2 separate regions of the Xenopus tropicalis genome follow, and region 2 is linked to region 1. A link is a contact called in public Hi-C data. All regions are on one chromosome and are shown on one strand. The core of a region is the stretch at or near the end of the contact, and the rest is flanking DNA. Distances in the headings are between cores, read along the strand shown.

The links. Hi-C and Micro-C count contacts between places; a contact is called where the count stands out from the background.
Region 2: a Hi-C map of gastrula embryo shows a contact between it and region 1, with 1.8 times the contacts expected there. The contact joins the promoter of calr3 here to the enhancer-like site in region 1. A contact is called at or near these places in 2 of 5 Hi-C or Micro-C datasets (gastrula embryo and neurula embryo).

Annotation. Positions count from the first base shown.
Region 1 is chr4:96,217,089-96,222,221 of UCB_Xtro_10.0, forward strand. ttc39a (tetratricopeptide repeat domain 39A) reads right to left here. Exons shown (of 18, transcript NM_001016774.2): 8 at 4,398-4,463; 9 at 1,935-2,043; 10 at 1,746-1,813. Among named protein-coding and RNA genes, the nearest start is that of ttc39a, 28 kb to the right of the region's middle. Within about 2 kb of position 3,248, at least 1 of the 11 cell types and tissues checked has an H3K27ac peak or open chromatin away from gene starts, as enhancers often do. A contact at or near this core is called in gastrula embryo, where this site is marked.
Region 2 is chr4:96,345,186-96,349,931 of UCB_Xtro_10.0, forward strand. calr3 (calreticulin) reads right to left here and starts at 2,848. Exons shown (of 10, transcript XM_031900951.1): 1 at 2,778-2,848; 2 at 1,157-1,269. The coding sequence starts at 1,244. osbpl9 (oxysterol binding protein like 9) reads left to right here and starts at 3,471. Exons shown (of 24, transcript NM_001078816.1): 1 at 3,471-3,616. The coding sequence starts at 3,506.

The DNA of each region.
Region 1 (5,133 bases), core at 1,998-4,497:
GAGAAATATTCCGTTCTGGACTACACCCCATTTTTATAGCCATGGTGATTAGTTGCCGCGACCGGGTATTTAAAAATTGCGGGAACTAATTGCCCCATTGGGTTTGCCCTAATGGCTTGTACTGATAAGCATTTTTTTAATAGTTTGCTAACACATGCTGAGTGCAAAACAATACATATATTACGTTTATATGCATTTTTTTTAAACACAGCTAAATGCATTTTTGTCAGAGAGCAAAAGTTCTTTAATGTGCAGGCATTTTTTTACACATTAGTGCTTCTTTGCACAATGCCAGTACTACAGCAACATAGTGGTTATCACTGATGCTTAACAGTGTTGGTGTCCTGGATCTTTTTTTCTATTACTTGATTCTGATCCCTGCGCAAAATTTGTATGTTTTTCCCATGCTTGTGTGGGTTCCTTCATGTTCTCCAGTTTTCCCGCATACAGGGGGTTTTACTGGCTCCTTATAAAATTGCCCATAGTTACCATGGGTACATATGGCAAGGACACATGTGGTGCAATATAAATATAACACAATAAAGTGAATTGACGCATTGTTTGTCTTGGATGATGAAGAAACAGAAATCTGCAAAAAAAAAAGCACTTTTTATTTTGTGCCACTTGATGGCACCAGTCTGCAGAAAAAAAAAGCTATTGTGTCTTCTAGTTATGTGCTAGCTAGACTGGTTATACAGCTTGTTCAAGGTATGGATTGTAGCAGTATCATACACAGATGTCTGCTGAGGTTATGGGCAGGCTGGGGTCTTAGGGATTCTGCCAGCTGGAAATCAACTTAAAGGATATTAAATTTTTTACAAAACTATCATATCACTACTTAATTCCTATGGCCTAACCCTTAGGGGCTGATTTACTAACCCACGAATCCGACCCGAATTGGAAAAGTTCCGACTTGAAAACGAACATTTTGCGACTTTTTCGTATGTTTTGCGATTTTTTCGGATTCTGTACGAATTTTTCGTTACCAATACGATTTTTGCGTAAAAACGCGAGTTTTTCGTATCCATTACGAAAGTTGCGTAAAAAGTTGGGCATTTTTCGTAGCATTAAAACTTACGCGAAAAGTTGCGCATTTTTCGTAGCGTTAAAACTTAACGCTACGAAAAATGAGCAACTTTTCGCGTAAGTTTTAACGCTACGAAAAATGCGCAACTTTTCGCGTAAGTTTTAACGCTACGAAAAATGAGCAACTTTTCGCGTAAGTTTTAACGCTACGAAAAATGCGCAACTTTTCGCGTAAGTTTTAACGCTACGAAAAATGCGCAACTTTTTACGCAACTTTCGTAATGGATAGGAAAACTCGCGTTTTTACGCAAAAATCGTATTGGTAACGAAAAATTCGTAAAGAATCCGAAAAAATCGCAAAACATACGAAAAAATCGCAAAATACCGATCATTACGAAAAAAACGCAATCGGACTCCATTCGACCCGTTCGTGGGTAAGTAAATCAGCCCCTTAGTCTATGCTGTGAACTATGCACAAAACCATTAACTCTTCTATATATCCATGCTTGGTTTACAATATAGGTTGTGCCTGTTAAGAGAAACTTATAAAATATATAAGGCATTTGGGATTTAATTAATGTATATCAAACAGAGAGATTAGCAGGTACTATTTTGGTAATGGCAAGAGAAGGATTTGCTCTCTTTGGGAGCCTAACAGATTAAATATGCCTAACTTTTACTGTGATTGGTGTAGCAAACTTATTTAACCAGATCTGTACCTTTGGGTATCGCTTTAGATATGGTTCCAAGAGCTTTTCTGCTTCCTCAATGTTTCCACTGCCTGTCCCTGTAAATTAAAATCAAAGGAATTTTTAGATATTGTGGATTCTTAACCATTTTACAGCTTAGCCTCTTGCATTTCGGTTACTATAGTGATTATTAAATCCATGAAGTTAAGTATCACTCACCAAGCACAAACCTCAGGAAAGTGTGATAACACAGGAGCAGAAGGGTGCAGAGTAGGGCCCGGAAACTGTGCACTGTGGTTCCCTCCTGCAGTTGTGACAACCCATAATCCTGGATACATAAAATACATCATAAACTGAAACAATCTGAGACCTGCCACAATACAAAGCATGGTTGTTTTCAAAGGCTGTGACTAATGTGGGTTAGGTGTGCTGGGTTTACTTGGATGGGTTGAACTTGATGGACACAGGTCTTTTTTCAACCCTATGTAACTATGTAACTATGTAATACATGCACAGTTTGGGCCTCTGTGTACTTGAAACGCCAGGGCTAATTTTGATTTAGTTTTCATTTTTTACTGGGTAATACTTCTATAAATATCAGTGGTTGTCAAATACAGAAAAAATAGGGGAGGAGTTGTTTTTTTAAAATCTTTTTTAAAAACTAAGTAAGCTTTATCAGAAAGGTCTATGTAAATAGAACCATAGAACTCACAGAAACGCTGCACTGACTTCTCTTTCAAAAGAAACAGGATTTATTGTCTCTTTGTTTTCCTGTGCCAGAGTCTGCTCAGCTCTTTCTCCTCTTCTGCTCCCCCCTCCCTCAAGAATGCTAAGAACTCCCTCCCCCCTTAGGAATGTGTGATCTGAGCCAATCAGCAGGAAGCTTCCTCATAGTCTAATAACTGCCCATGTGCACTGGTCTTGGTCTTGGTGTAGGAGCAAGTCATTATGGGAATTTTCTTTACAGAGCTCAGCTTTTTTTTTCCTATGAGGCTTCTGGTCATCTGAATGGGAGAAATATGGGGAGACTTAAGGGCACTATTGAGAGGACTGAAGGTATGCCTGCAGCTTGAGATTAACTCTTTATTAGCCTTGTATTAGCCTTTCCTTCTCCTTTAAAGTATGTAGCCTGACATACATATATAATTTGCTCGCTTTATTATCTTGCAAGGCTCATGGTTCTACAAGAAACATACTGTATGGCATATTGAATGGAAAAACATTTTGATTGGCATACTAGTGGTAATGTAGGGAAACCACATTCCAAAATGATCTAGAGAAGCAGAAGGTAGCAATACACCAGCAGAAGTTTACAGTTATCTAAATATTTAGCATGAACTCAAGAGCCGTTTTGACTAAAGCTGGAATAACCAGTAAAATAAAACTTGAACTACCAGGGCAGAAACAGAGAATAATTTGCCGAATAGTATTTAAAGATTCCATCACAACCAGTTCCTGTTTCAGTCTGTTCAGTTGCATAATATCAAAAGGCTGCAAACTGAACTAACTGGCTGGACTGAATTCCTTCTCAGCTGAAACACTGTGACTTGCATTTTATATTACCTTTATAACCAGATGTTGTTTACACTCTGCAGCCAGAGTAAAACTGATGTGTGGGAAGGTCTTAACAACTACTGATTAATAAAATGTACCCAATATGTGTATCTGTGTGCAAACATTATGGATTCCAAACAGTCTCAGATCTCTCTATTTCTTGTTAATGAGAACAGGGGATGACTCAGGAAAAACAAGTGGAAAATAAATGAGATAACAATAATACCTCACAATAATACCCAATATGTGTATCTGTGTGCAAACATCATGGATTCCAAACAATCTCAGATCTCTCTATTTCTTGTTAATGAGAACAGGGGATGACTCAGGAAAAACAAGTGGAAAATGAATGAGGTAACAATAATACATCACTGATGACCTTTATGGCTAAAAAAAGCTGAGTAGCTACAAAGAACACTGCCTGTGGTTGCCACTCCTACGATCTGTCTTTAATCGTCAGGTTTCAGTGCAGTTTCTATAGTTATTGTATTTATTCTTATCTAGCGTTACCATTTTTACAATCGTAAAATCAAAACTCTGATAATTAAGGCATAAAGATATTAAAATAACAACACAAGGTCACGGCACTAAAACTGAAACATTATCATGACTTGATCAGTGAATTACTCCATCTCTACCTTTGTTCTCTATATGCAAAGCAATGTCACTGCTTTATACATATAATATATATATACCTATTATTTGTAAACGTTATACATATAATATGCACAGAATCTAGTAACAGAAACAGGTTGTTCAAGGTTCATTAACCTTCAGTAACCAACTAGATATTTGATTTCAATAGCAGACCAGTAAATCAGTGCCACCTATCCTGTGGATTAAAAGAGACAAGTTGACTACAAGAAGAACCCAAGACTGTCTGACAAAACTGACCCCCAAAGTGGCAGTTCTTGTCCAGATGATCAGTCTGAAATATGCCAAACTGACCACATATAAGCAAGTATGGCCACATTTAGGCTCATGGCACATCACATGTTTCCTCCATCATTATATTTCAGGGAAGCACCAAAACTGCTGCTTGGGTGAAAAAAAGTGCAGCAAAGTTATTGCACAATGCATACGTATGTAAGGCAGATTTTTTTCTAAGACGAACACTTGAGTTTTTACCTTATTTCCTGAAAATCCAACAAATTCTAGTAGCCGTAAAATTCTTGTAGGCAACATAGAGATGGTCTGTGATGATAAAAATGAGAGACATAAGGACATTTCAAGATTTTAAGAATTGTATTGCTGAGCATTCCAAAGCAAATGGCTTATGGCAGAATTATATTAACCATTAAGGGACTGTATTACCTTTTTTTTAATTAAAAAATAAAAACATGAAGTGTTGGTTTAACTGCTGAAGAATAGGAGCTGTCTTGTTGAAGAGTTTTAAACAGCAATGTCTCATCATCATCATCAATCTGTAGCACAAACCACTGAGTGGCACTATATTAAATATGGTAAATACAGAAAACATTGTTTTTTTTACCAATGCTAATAAGTGAAAGAAAGAAATCTTACTTTAGAGTGATATTGAGACTTTCTGTTTTGTAAATGAAATGTGCTACAATCACCTTGAAAGGCAAGGTAACACTTGCCACCCCAACTACTTACCTGTTTAGGCCAATGCCACACAGGGCTTATTCTTGGCCTGCAGATAAACGCAAGCCCGATGCTGGTAACAGCCTTTTCATATACCCAGAACCATTGTATCAGCCCAGGTGCAGGCACATGAAGCAGATTTCAGCACCAAAATGCATACTTGTACCAAAATCCCTTCTATGTGCCTGCACCCAGGCCAACACAATGGTTCCAGGTGTAGGCACAGGGAAAGGCTGATGCCAGCATCAGAACTGATTCT
Region 2 (4,746 bases), core at 1,598-4,097, 130 kb after region 1:
AGCAGACCCCACAATCCAGGTCCCCTGGGCCCCCCCGCGACCATACATCCCAACATTTGAAAAATGTAAAGAGGGACAAAAATAAATGCTGCGAGTAAATGTGGCAACATATTTGGCCATGCCCATTTTGTGACCACACCCTCTAAATTTCTGGGGGGTTTGGGGTTGTTTTATGTGTTATTACAGTTTTGCTAATAAAGCTGAAATTGCCTTTTAAGCTGCAAGTCTCAGTTCCCCCAAGAGACCTGTTTAGTTTATTAGTTACAATTGTATCTAAGTGCAGCTATAGCTTGTTAAGATTTCTGGGCTCTCTGCCAAATGCTACTTTTTTTGTTTGTATCTTTTTTCAGTGCAGGAGATAAAAGGGAAATGAGGGACTTTTCAGTAAGAATTCAGGACTGTGGGTTGAACTGTTAAAAGATAAACTGTGAAAATCAGGACAGTTGGGAGGCATGTCTGTGACCATGGGACTGCTTCCTTTATAGTTAATAACACTGTTTAAAGAGGCAGTACACCCGCCCCAGTGATGTAACTATGTATTCAGCAGGACCCCGTACCATGGGGTCTGCTGTACCACAGTCCCTTGTCCCTGCCCCTTCTCCTACCTTTAAATATAGTGGTGCGGTCGGGGCTGCTAGGTGTGGTGTGGGAGGGGGGTTAGGATTGGTCGCCCCTAAGAGGATTTTTCTGCAGGGGGCCCAGAGCGATCAAGTTATGCCGCTGATCCTCCCCACTGTGATAAACAGGGTTTAAGCTGAACATACTTTTTGGCTATTCTAATTTTAAAAAAAATTGACTTTTTGTGATTTTTTTTCACTAAAGAAGGCAAATTTGGGATTAAGCAGTGGTCAGGTTAGGGTTCTCACAGAGCCTGCTGCCATCTGAGGTAGCACAAGATGCAACTGCATTCTCTACAGTAGCTACCAAAGGTGGATTTTTGCAGTTTGAGGCAACAGTGCCCCTGGTACCCCCTCTTCACCCCATGCTTTCTTCACTTGCACTTGAGTTCAGGAGGTTTTAGGGGTACTACCCCTTGTGCTGTCAGATACAGTATTGGGTAAGGTAAAAGCTGGGCAATTTGGCCATATAAGCCTTTTCAGAAATATGCTTCATTGATTTAATTATGGTAGGGAAAATTGCAAAGAGGGTTTCTAACCTCCATCCTCAAACTGTTCTTGAAAATATATTATGGGATCTGCAGACACTGCCACAAGTAATGCTCCCAAGAGTAAGAACCACCACATATCTGAAAAAGGGAAAACCAGTCACCTGTAGACAAGGAAAGAACAGATGGAATTATTCAAGATATGGATAATATGATACAGAAAGTGAATCCCAGGAAACCTTAGGATAAAGATGCACAGAATGCAGAAGCAAGTGTGCTCATATACTAAAGGTGCTTGAATGGAAAGTAAGATGTAAGTGGCAATGAATACATTAATCAATAAAAAATTTCTGACGCAGACCAAAACTGAGGGAATGTCAATGCAGTAAGATGCACAGGATAAAAGGATACAGAAAATTCAGAAAGACAGTAATTAGACAGTTAGTAGTAGACTATGCAGAAAGAATGTGAGTGCAGTGAATAGATAAACAGATATCAAAATGTATGATATACAGGATGGTTTAAAGGGTTATTCAGTAATAATGTGAGTGCATATGATACAAATACATACAACAGACTAATCAGGAAGATGATGAGTATTTTGACCAAGAAATTAAAAGTTAAGTAGATGAACAGGATACAAGAAAAAAGAAAGGAAAGAAGGACCCAAAAGTAAATGAATACTAAAGCGTTTGTGTCATGCAGGGAAATGTACAGATGTTATTTCAGTGAGTGCACGTTAAAGCAAAATCATGCAGAGAGAAGGGTTGGTATGAATGATTACACAGAGGGTGTACAGGATCAAAGGGGGTTTCACAAAGTGCATAACTACCACCTCTGGTTCCCTTCTGCGGTGAGAGAAGTGAAGTTAATATAGAGCAGTAAGTAAGTGCACAGGGTACTAAGTAGAAATGGAAGGAAGTGGCAAAAAGGGAATAGTATGAAACCATGGAAATATGTTTAATGAACACAGGCTGGGAGAGAGTAAGGTAAGAGAAGCGATTAGATGCATAGGATGCAGAGTGTAGGCATAGGGTGCATGTGTAGGGAAAGGCAGTGAGTGGATGCAAAGATGAATAGTGCAGATAAGTTATAGCTCATATAAACACTAGCTGAAGTGAGATCAGTGAGCAGATGTGCAGAATGCAGAGTATATATAGAATATGTCCACAGAGAAGATGATTTCAAAAAAGCTAGTGAGTGGATGCTATAATGTATATATAGTATAGACTATACCAAGGTGGGCACCAACATACAAACCGAGCAAACTGAGAGCCTGAATAGCAAAACGAAATGGAGGAGATATATTGAGAGTGATAAACTGAAGCACAGGGTGGAGAAATGTGGGGACATACACAAGATGAAGGCAGGATGGAGGAAACTCAATAGAGCGCAGAGAATGGAAGTTGTTATCCCTGGGCATACAGTGCCGGGAAGGTATGACACTGAGACGGGATGCAAACACAAGTTTTGGCTGAGCAGGGTACAAGCAACAGACTAATGCCCAATATATGTGCTATTCAATAGTTAGTTTACACGTGTGGTGACTGTGGGATTGCAAATTAAAGGGATAGGGTAAATGGATGTTATAGAAGTAGGTGCCCAGAAGATGCTGGGATACAGAATATACAGCAGAGTGTAGAATGAGGTGTAGAAGGATGAGATTAGTCACCTGTAGAAAGGACGCCAAAGATGAGACGCTCAGTGCCGGCAGCTTGTGCATATGCGAATCACAAATTACCCCTCAAACTGTGCCCAACACAGATGGCTCAGCCTGATTGGTCAGAAGAGCCCTGAGGCAGCCAACCAGCGCAGACCACGTGCTGGGAGGGGTCACAGGTGTGGGAAAGTGAGAGAGGCAAAGGGAGGTGGGGAGATCTGCAAGTGATTGTAATAATATATTCCCTGCACGATAAAAATCGACTTAATTATGCCAAAGTAATTAATGAGCAGCTTACAACTGAGGAAGCAGAATAGATAACAACGCTGGAAACAGGCATTTTGCAGATGAAATAAAACGTCTTTATTAAAAGCTTTTCAAACTGTTTTAATACCGGCGAATGTAAAAGTACATTTGACACGTCTTTGTAAAGCATGTTTGTTACTGTATGGGCGAACTTTATTCCACTTTTCCGCAGTTTCAGGCTATGGCTCTATTGCTAGCTCTGCGCATCCAGTCTACAAGCTTTTCTATTCCCACACAGGCAGGGCAACAGGCGATACTGAAGCTTTGCTCTGGCTCAGCATCTTCAGGTTGCTCCTAGTAACGCTCTGTACCACTCTCTGACGCACGCCGCCACGCCCTGAGTACTTCCCAGCCTTCTTCGCTCTAAGCCCCGCCCTATCCAGTGACGTTGACGCATGACTCCGAACGTCGTGTTGTTATTTCCCTGTTCCAAGATGGCATCTATCATGGAAGGACCTTTGAGCAAATGGACAAACGTGATGAAAGGCTGGCAGTACCGTTGGTTTGTGTTGGATTACAACGCCGGGCTGCTCTCCTATTATACGGTGAGAGCCGCTTTGCATGTTTCACGTGCTCTCTGGTGCTCCTCTCTAAATGTCTACCAGAAGATCTCGGGTGGGGACCGCGGAGCCGCCTAGCCGCAGCCAATCCATGGGCTAGTAACCTAACAACAGCCAATTGGTGCCCGCGCTATCGCTAGCGCTTCTCCAATGGCCGCGCACATCCGCGCTGGAACAGCTGTAGCCGCTGGCGTGTAGTTGTCATGTCTTACGTGCTTGATAGGATGTGAGAGAAAGCTCACACAGTGCCAGCAGAGGGGCTTTACACATCATACATCTTGTTAGCTTGCCATTTATAATGCTGATTTTGTTTGTATTAAACTTATTGATTGTGTGTTATAAGAAGTGTGACGTGGCTGTTTAACCAGAATGTTATATATTACAACAGTACATTTTAGAACCTGTTGTAATCCCTGTTTTTGTAGTTTGAAAGTGTAAATATTTCTTAAGAATGATCTTTTATTCGCAGTTTTATTGTTCATTAGAGTCAACAGTAGGAAAAGTAAGCTCATATGTGTAAAATGTGCCTTGTGTTCAGTAGAATTATCTATTGTCCTTTAGGATATAGCATGGATATATAAAGCAGCATGTTATAGCGATTGTTCAATATCAGTTCCTGACCGTGCACAGCTTACAATCTAATTCATCTATGGGGTATAATTAGCAGGGTTGGTTTTACCAGAAGAAACTTCATACATCTAATTCATGTGTTACAGTGCAACCTAGATTCTTTATATTTGTGAAACCTTAGTTTTTAAGTTTTCCCAAATTTTACATTGTTTTCCTGTAGTCCCACCAGTTTATAATGCATAATGCATTTCCGTGATTCATTTCTGGTCGCCTGAAAAATGTAAAATGGGGGTTCCAATCTGTGTGTGTGTGTGCACACACACACATGCACATCAGAGCCAGGAAATAAATGTCAATTGTCTGGCTGAAAGTTTTTGTTGGAGTAAAAAAACAGATGAATTGGAATCTTGATAGTTTACTTACAGTCGGTGCTGAGTGAGTTAATGCAATACAATAGACTGTCTGTCAACAGAATGACCCTGCTGTAATAGTCTGCTTGCATTTTATATGAAGAGCTCTTTCTGAATCAGGGATCATTACTGAAA